Regions from separate parts of the Macaca mulatta genome. Here region 1 is linked to region 2. The links are chromatin contacts, called in public Hi-C maps. All regions are on one chromosome and are shown on one strand. The core of a region is the stretch at or near the end of the contact, and the rest is flanking DNA. Distances in the headings are between cores, read along the strand shown. Region 1 holds the start of SREK1 (splicing regulatory glutamic acid and lysine rich protein 1). Region 2 holds the start of SGTB (small glutamine rich tetratricopeptide repeat co-chaperone beta).

Region 1 (4,952 bases), core at 947-3,446, 440 kb before region 2:
GACACACACTACCGTAATCTTCCATATGTTTAAGTACTTTTTATTCTCTTTGACTTTTAAACTCCAAGTAATAACACCTGATTTCAAAAAAGTAGCCCATTACTGTCAGTTAATAACTGGTAATGTGTTGTCACCCAAACCCAGGTTTCAACCAAATAAATGTTATGTTGATAATGAAGAACATTCTGCAATATATTTCTTCTACCTATGAGATACCATATTACCACAGCCTTGAAAGCAAGATTTACAAAGGTTCATGTACAAAATATTTTACTGATTGATTCCAATGCCTGCAGGATACGGCACTCACCCCAAATAATTCTCAATTATTAAGAAATGTTCTGAGAGCTTAAATTGAGATGGCTGAAAGCATTTCCAAAAGTTAATTAAAGCAATAATGCCATGGTTAATCAATCAAAATGTATGTGCGTGCACTTATGCAGTATTCTCGTCAAAAATGTACTACCTGAATCTCGTCATGAAGAAATATAAAGAGAGAGATATATATATGCACATATCTCTATATATCTCATCTATATAAACTCAGATTATGGGTCATTTTACAAGACAAAATGAACTACAGAACAAAATGTCAATGTCACGACTTTCAAATGTTTTAAAAGGTGACGGGACTGTACTAGATTAAAGGAGATAACTATTAATACATGGATTACTTGGCATATTCAAGGGAGACAGTATATCTAATTATATACTACATCAAAAACAGACAAAAAAGCATTATTAGAATAACTGGGGAAATTTTAATAATCAACTGTAGCCAAAAAAAGACAAAATGCTCGTGAAGGGAACATGGATGTTCAATGTATTACTCTTTCAACTTTTCTGTATGGATGAAATATTCCAAAACAAAAAGCAGACAAGAAAAACTTAAAAAGTAAAAAATAACCACACAACTTTGACATAGCTATGCAGCAGCACTGTTATAACCTAAGATAGAAAACTAAAGAAAAACAGGTCTAAATGCATCACTAGGAAATAAATCAATTTCTTTTTTAAAGAAAGAAATCTTGGGTAACAATTACCCCTTCCCTCAAAGGATTTTGATATAACGAACAAAAAACAGAGGATCTTAATACTGTAAGATCTACTATCAAAAAAAAAAAATGTTTATGTGTGCAAGAATGTGAACAACCTGCAAACCCCTTGCGAGTTTTCTAAATAGATAATATCGTACGAGGGAAATTTTACCATTCCAAAATACACCATCTGGGAAGTGGCCGCGAGCCGTGAATGCCAGCCAAGATCTGGATTTTAAATGTATACGGCAGGGATAACCCTGCACCGACTGACACTTTTTCTGAAAGCTCTGGGACAGTGTGACCTTTCAGGAGAAAAATTTAATCTGTTGCCAAAACGGCGAACAGACATATCTTTGGGAACATGGATGCGCTCGGTTAGATAAATCAAGATGCTAAGTTTTGTGTGACCGTCCTGGGAAACAAATACAGCCCCAGTTCCATCTTGTCATCAACAGCAGGCTTTCTCGTCAGCAAAACGGCCTGACACCAAGGCCTTAAAAACCGGACAGTGGCTCACGCGCGGTCTCCGCGATTTTCAGAGTGCAAAAACGCGATGAGGCGTTTGCCATAGGGCTGTTCCGGGCCCACCTGCGGCCATCTTAAGTTCGGGGGGAAATGAGGAGGAGGGGGCACGGAATTCGAAGACCCATGAGCTAACACAAGTCCCGGAGGCACGGAAAGGGCAACCATTCTAAATCCTTGGTAAGGGCTCCGTGCAGTAGTTAACCCCCCAAATCCGACTAGTAAGGAGAGCCGGACGGCGGAACCCGGTGCCGTAATCAAACATGGGCACTAAGGTAAGCCCGGGCGATCACGTGACACGCACCGCGCGCCCGCGTCCGCGCTCTCCCCCACGCCTCGGCTCCCGAGGTCTCTATGGCGCCCGCGCCCCTCCCCCAGCCGAGCACCAGCACTTACTCCGGGGGGTAGAGCCGCAGCTCCTCGATTTCTCCTAGGAAGGAAAAAAGCGTCCGCATCTGCTCACTGGTCACCGCCGACGACAGATTCGTCACCTGAATCACCGACGTGGGGGTGAGGCCGAAGCCTAAGCCCAAACCGAAGCCGCCGCCGCTGTTCATCCCGACCCCGCTGCCGCTGCCTTCCCGCTCCCCAACGTCTACGACGCGTCAGCGACGGAACCGGGAAAGCGGAGAACGCGCGGCCGCGAGCGCGCTCCCGCTGGCGAATTCACAGCGCCGGGCAGATCTAGCCGCCCATTTCACAACTCCCCTGCTCCCGGGGCTGCGCGCGCCAGCCGGAAGCGTCGCCCCGGCAACCCGGCGGGTCTCGCGGGGCTGCGGCTTCCTGCTCCCGGGTGCCTGGGGCTGTTGCTGCTGCTGGTTTCTCCGCGAGTGTTTTGTTTTTCGGTGTTTTTGTTTTCCCCAAAAGTCGATGCGAATCTTGTGCTCCTGTCTACCCGGTTCCTTCCGGTCTCGGACTGGGAAACCAAGCGGCCTGGCCTGCTGGTGCGGGACTGTAAAGGAGGAATGACTCTTGGGTAACACAGAAAAACACTTGACCAAACTATAGGGCATCCTTATCACATACAGGCAGCACCCCAACTCCAACTATTTAAAAAAATTGGCAAGCGTCCTAATTGTGAAAAAAACAAAATTTTACAAAATGTGTAGGTTCAGGTTGAATTAAGGAAAGAGGCAGTAAGATCAAGGTTTATAACCTGTATTTACTCGCTCTTTCCACAGGTATTGATGTTTATTGAGTGCTATGTCCCAGGCACTATGAGGCAAGGGCACGTAACAGACAGTTACAGACAGTTCACATAGAACTTGCAACCTAATGAGAGACAACAGTAGTGAGTCCAGGGCAGCTGCTCCCAAAATGCCCTCCGCAGATCCCTAAGGGTACCGAGACCTTTTCAGTGGGTTGGCAAGGTCAAAACGATTTTCATAATAATATTAAGAGTTTGTTGACCTTTTTCACTTTGTTGACATTTGCACTAGTAACGTGAAAGATTAAACTGCTGACACCTTAACAGCAATCAAGGCAGTGGCGCCAGTCTGTACTGGTAGTTGCATTTTGTATTCTTCACATCATACAACATTTCAGGTTTTAAAATATGCTAGTTTCACTTTAAAAATGTCCTTCATAAAGAACTAAAAATTATATATATATTTTCAAATCCATGCTTGCATACACGTCTTTTAAAGAATATGTGTGAAAAAATGGAAACTACTGCCGCTACATGCCCAAGTGAAATGGTTGTCTCCGAAAAAACACTAGTGTAGCTCTGAATTTTCACGGGAAAATACAAATTTTGTTACACATGTATCCACCAACTTAAGCTTGACAGCTTTCCAGTACTTAGAGACTTTTCTAGTAAGAGAAGCATGATATTAACAATTTATTTTTGACATTATATAATGAAATATGTCAACATTTTTGTGATTTTTACAACTTAGTGGACACCTATTATTCAAATGGCCAGTGGGTGCCGTTACAAAGGCAAAAAGATTCTGGTATGTGCAAGATAGACTGTTGGATTTCAGTACTTAATTGAAGTGGTTTCAGATTCAGTCCACACTGCAATGCAGGCTAAGAAACTACCACATGTAAGTTTGGTACAGTGTCAAAGAATAATATCTAGAACTACTTGGAAAGGCTATAAAATAGTTTTCCTTTTTCCAACACCTTATCTTTATGAGATCAGATTTCCCCCATATATTTCAACCAAAACATATCACAACAGATTGAATACACAAAAAACTCACGATCACAAAGAAGGAAACGTCAGACACTGGTCTACTTGAGGGTGGAGGGTGGGAGGAGGGAGAGGAGCAGAAAGTTATTGAGCACTGGGCTTAATACCTGGATGATGAAATAATCTGTACAACAAACCCCATGACATGAATTTACCTATGTAACAAACCTTCACATGTACCCCTGGATCTACAATAAAAGTTAAAAAAAATAAAGAATACATACATAGGAGAATTCAGCTGTCTTCTATTAAACCAGACATTAAAAAGTTTTGAAAAATGTAAAACAATGCCACTCTTCTCACCAATGTTTTGGGAAAATATTTTATCATAAAAAAGCATCATTTTTGCCTTAGGTCTCAGTTTCGAAGGAAAAAAATGCATTATTTATATTAACAAAATGGGCTTATAATTATTTTTAAATGAATCTCAAAGTACCAAATTTCTCAGGTTTAATTTCTAATATGGATAGTAATAAAAGCATTTTAGAGTCCTTAATAATTTTTAAGAATGTAAAGGGACCCTAAGATCAAAATGTTTGAGAATTATTATTACCATAGGGATAAGCGTGGGGGGATTCAAAGCACACAGGAGGGCCTCTTAAACTGAGTTCTAATGAAAGACCCCAGAAGAAATATTGCTTGAGCTGAATATTGAACAAATAGGAATTACCCAAGCAGGGAGGGAAGGAGGAGCAGTGAAGAGCATTCCAGACGGAGCATGTACAATATACAAAGGCAGGGAGGTAAAGGAGAGCTCGAGTGAGGTCCAGAAGATTCTAAGTCTATTATTGCTGGGCTGAGAATGACTAGAGATGCGTGCACAGGAATAAGCCTTTATGAAGGATATTATTTGTCGTGGTAGAGGTTGCTTTATCATAAGCAGGAACACCTTGGAGCTGAAGAATGACCATGATCAGATTCACGTTCTAAAATGATTGGCCATGCGCGGTGGCATATGCCTGTAATCCCAGGATTTGGGGAGACTACTGCAGGAGAATTGCTTGAGCCCAGGAGTTTGAGACCAGCCTAGGCAACAAGGAAAGACCCCGTCCCTACCAAACAAACAATAACAGCAAAAAATTAGCCAGGCATGGTGGTGCATGCTTGCAGTCCCAGCTACTGGGGAGGCTGAGGTGGGAGGATTGCTTGAGCCTGGTGGTTTGAGGCTACAGTGAAAAATGAGTTGTGATTGT
Region 2 (4,726 bases), core at 2,022-4,521:
CTAAAAATAATGTCAATTTCATTTTAGAATATCCTTAATGAAATGGTAAAAAGCATGAATTTGTATTAAATCTCTACCCTTGAGTTACATGTGACCAAGTACACACAAAGCATTTCTGCTGTGTACCTGAGTATAAGGGTTGTCCTGCGGATTTGGTTGCCCAAATCAAAAGCACTTTTGCAATTGGTTGAACTGTGAGCTGAAATAGCTTTTTTTCATGGAGCACCATTTTTACCAGAAAAAAAACTACTGACAGACAAACCAGGGTTATTCAGACTTAAGCATGTGGCAGAAATTCTGTCAAAAATGTAACAAAGTGAGACTGTCACTTCAAGTAAAACAACTGACAGTTTGTGTTGCCAATGATACAATTCTAGCTTTCAAGTGAAAACTAGCATTTTGGAAAATCCTATCTGCCACTGTGAGCTTGACAGCTTCCCAATACTTGAAGACTTTTCTGATGAAATGGGAAGACATTAAGGAAAGTGATTGTTTGATACTGTATAATGAAATATGTCAACATTAGGAAGAACTGTATAACACAGTGAACCACTAAAATTTCCGAAGGACTTATGCTTAATGTTTAAAATATCAGGCATCGATCCAACATCCATTCAAAGTGTAAGGTACACCAATGGATATTAATGTAACAGTGTAAAAAAAGTACATTGATATAGTTTCAGATTCCACTTTGTAACTAACCTTTAAAAAGCTACCATTTGTCAAACTTTGATGTGATATCAAAGAATATCCATGATTATCTTTAAAAAGCTATTAAAATATTCTTCTTTCCAACTTCATATGACTGTGAGGTGGGATTTTCTTCATCTTAAACCAAAATGAAACAGTGCAGCAGCTTAAATGCAGAGGCAGACATAAGAATCCAGTTACCTTCTATTATGTCACACATTGGTTTTGCAAAAATGCAAAACAATGCCACTCCTAGGATAACTGTTACCAAACCAGGAAATAAGTGCTGATGATGATGTGGAGAAATTGGAATCCTTGTGTACTGCCAATGGGAATGTAAAAATGGCACAGCCACTGAAGAAAAACAGTATGGTTTCAAAAACTAAACATAGTACTATCCTATGACTCAGCAATTTTCACTTCTAGGTACATACGGTATCCCAAAGAATTAAAAGCAGGGATTCAAACAGACATGTGCACATTAACGATCATAGTAGTAGTATTCACAGTAGCCAAAAGGTGGAAGCAACCCAAATGTCCAGACAAATGGATAAACAAAATGTGATATATACATACAATGAAATATTATTCAGTTTTAAAAAGGAAATCCTGACACATGCTTCAATATGAATAAACCTAAAAAACACTATACTAAATAAACCAGACTCAAAAGGACAAGTATTGTATAATTCCACTTATATAAGGGACCTGAAATAGTCAAATTCATAAAGAAAAAATAATGGTTAACCAGGGCTTTGGGGAGGAAGTAATGGGCAGTTATTATGTAATAGGTACAGGATTTCAGTTTGGGATGATGACAAAGTTCTGGAGATGGACAGTGGTGTTGGCTGTACCTCTCAATTGCACACTTTAAATTGTACCCTTAAAAATTATTAAAATGGTAAATTTTGTTATATCTTACCACAATTTTAAAAACAAAACCCCACAATGTTACTCTTCTCACTGATGGGGGGGGGGGTGGTTTGGAAAATAGTTATTTTTCATTAAAATCATTATTTAGGCACGTAGCCTATTTATTACTGTTTTGTAAATTAACAAATACTTAAAATTTTTCCAGCTTTAATGTCTAATATGGTAAATATAAACATATATACCATACAAACAGAAGCTCTTAGGTCCACGGTAATTTTTGAAAGGTAAAGGGGCCCTGAGAATAAAAAGTTTGAGAATTGCTCTTATATGAAGATTTATTTCCTCTTCTCACACCTGCATTATGTGAAGATCTTCATTTCTTGGTATAACTTCATTTGACAGTTATATCGATTGCAGCCTGGAGACCAGCAAAAAACGACAGGCTGAAATATCACAGATCATCACATTAACTCTTTGTAATTACCACTGTCGCCTGCCTGCTCCCTAACTCTACGGACTGAGCAACAAAAAGCTCCATCCATTCAGAGGAGTGGCAATGTGCAAAAGGGAACTGTAGAAAGCTTAAATGCTGACATGTTACAAAGTAGTTTTGTTGATAGCTAGCAAGAAGCACACATTTTCTTTTTTCTGTTGAATCTTCATTTGGATTTACAGTCCTGGGCAGATTTGGAAACGGGGATGGTGGCGGCATTGTTTCCGAAAACCAGCGCATTCGTGCAAAGAATCTAATTCCCTCACCATCTTGCTACTGGTCTGTTGCAGTGGGGTGTGGTTAGAGGGCTAGGAAGCAATCCAAAACAGCAGCTCAGGCTGCCCAAGGCCGTGTACAAGCGATCATTTTCTCCATTTTGGGCCAGGTCAATTTGCACCAGCAAGAGGCAGAATGTTTGTTTCATGGGGAGGAGGAAAATAAAAAAGGAAGTTAGAGAGCATGGACGGAAATAAGCAACACCACCAAAGAGGTTTCATCTCAGGTGGATGTTAAACGATTGGAACGCTAATAATGGGCGCAAGGAGCAAACAAAATTGTTCTGAGTCCACAGCTGCGGCACTTTTAATGACAGGTGTGCAGTTCTGCATTGGGGTTGAAAGTGAAATGATTTTCTTATCCAAACTATTTGCATTCATTTTGGGCCGCGTCTGTGACCAGCCTCGCTGACTGCGGCTGAGGCAGTCCCAAACAAAGGGGAATGGACGTCCTCCCGAGGGAGCGGAGGCGGGAAAGGTGGCCCCAGGTGGCCGCGCCAGGTGTGCCCAGGGGTCCACTTTGCAAGCCGCGGGGAGGGTGCGTCCCAGGAGCGTAGGAGAGGCGCGGTCGGGAAGGGTTGGGTCCGGGCTCCAGGCACCACACGGCGAAAGACCCCGCCCTGCCCACGGCCAAGGTTAACCCGCGCGCTGGAGGTACCTGCGGAGGCTTCGCACAGCCAAAAGGCACCGGGCGATCATGGGAGCGCTGAGAGGCTGGCGGCGGTGGGCGCGTGGTCCTTCAGCGTGGCGCGACAAGGCGTGCGGCAGCGCCTCGGCGCCCGGGAGTCGCGAGCCGGCCTAGCCGCAGAGGCCACAGTGGCTGCCGGGCCAGCGCCCTCCCACGTGCGGCAGCTCCACGCCGGCGCCTACCAGCCCCGCCCCGCGCCGTGCCCCGCCCCAGCCCGCGCGTCCGGCCCCGCCCCAGGGGCGGTGCTGGCCAGACCCGGCCGCTGGAGCTAGAGCACAGCCGGGTGGGCTCTGGGGTTGGCGCCCTGGGGGCCGGGGAGGTTTGCGCCGCCTCGCCCAGTGCTGCGATCCCGAGCCAGGCTTCAGCCCCGAGGACTAGGGGTCGGGCGGGCCGGCCTACGGAACCCCGCGGGCCAGCAGCCGTCGTCTCGCGTCCTCCTGCTTGGTAAGGGGGCTTCTGTCTGGCGAGGGTGCGCCTCCCTCCGCCCCGGACCGAGGCCCGCACTGGCACTCGCTGCACACCGGGCAGGGCCGAGGCAAGGCCGGGTGCCGGAGGGAGGACGGGAGGGAGGGGGAGCTCGATGCGCTCTGGGGAGAGGAAGGGGGAGAAGCCTGGACGAGGCTGGGCATCTCTTTCCCTCTTTGCACCCCCTTTTCCCCCCTTTCTGTTTTTACCTTCTGCCCTGGGGCCTTATTTATTGCTTGTGACCCCGTGGCCTAGAGGCTGACATCGCCTTTAAAATAACTACACAAATCATAAACATTATAGCGGCGGGTACCACACCCTGGCTTTGAATTAGGGAACCTGGGGAACAGATGGATGATGCGATTTAGTGGAAATCAGCCATGAATGCCGGCTGGCCCTGCGCCACTGTTTGGATGCGATAGTATTCCATGTGAATGAACATGACCGGGAGCTTCCAGCTTGTCCACGAGAGCACAGCCTCTGCAGGGAGCGCCGGTCGACTTGTAGTATCCATCGACTTGGGCAGCGATTTCCTGACATGTCTGCTGATTAAATAGAAATGCCATTTTTATTAAGAACGACACTCACCAGTTGAACAACCTTTCGCGAATGTGTTTCCTCATCAAATAACTCTCAACCTACAAAAAGTAGGTAGTGTACATTATTAATACTTTTTTTAGGTCCCATGAAATAGAGGAAGATGCTTGGTTATAGATCAGCTTTTAGTCAGCAGTATGAAAGCCTCTCAACTTAGTACTGAGGCCTTTAGGGGATTTCGGTATGGTGAGATACTCAGTGACAGTCTAAGCTTATGCTGTACTTGTTTTGAAGACATTTTTACTTGTTCCAAGATTTAACATACTCTTATACCACTGGGTATTAATGAAAATATGTAATAAATTACCTTCACAATACTTTGTGCTCTCCTGACTCTTAAAAAAAAAAAAAAAAGATGAAAGGTCATACAGTTTTGTGTTTTGTTTTTACCTTTAATACAGTTTATAACCCGTATCATCTTTGTAATTTATGACTTTTCTGATTGATTCTTCAGAATAACTTAGTTCAGTGTTTTCATTTTTCTTATCAAGGAAAAGTGTTTAAGCTTCTAAAATGTCATCTATCAAGCACCTGGTTTATGCGGTTATTCGTTTCTTACGGGAACAAAGTCAGATGGACACTTACACCTCCGACGAACAAGAAAGTTTGGAAGGTATGCATCTGCTCTTTGTGTTCATTTATATC

What was found. Hi-C and Micro-C count contacts between places; a contact is called where the count stands out from the background.
Region 1: a Hi-C map of fetal cortical plate shows a contact between it and region 2, with 2.2 times the contacts expected there. The contact joins the promoter of SREK1 here to the promoter of SGTB in region 2. A contact is called at or near these places in 3 of 14 Hi-C or Micro-C datasets (cortical neurons, fetal cortex germinal zone and fetal cortical plate).

Annotation. Positions count from the first base shown.
Region 1 is chr6:74,256,875-74,261,826 of T2T-MMU8v2.0, reverse strand. SREK1 (splicing regulatory glutamic acid and lysine rich protein 1) reads right to left here and starts at 2,196. Exons shown (of 12, transcript XM_015140151.3): 1 at 1,959-2,196. The coding sequence starts at 2,119.
Region 2 is chr6:73,815,820-73,820,545 of T2T-MMU8v2.0, reverse strand. It overlaps SGTB (small glutamine rich tetratricopeptide repeat co-chaperone beta), which reads left to right and starts at 3,271. Exons shown (of 11, transcript XM_015140127.3): 1 at 3,271-3,463; 2 at 4,573-4,694. The coding sequence starts at 4,595. It overlaps NLN (neurolysin), which reads right to left and starts at 3,161. Exons shown (of 14, transcript XM_078004772.1): 1 at 2,990-3,161.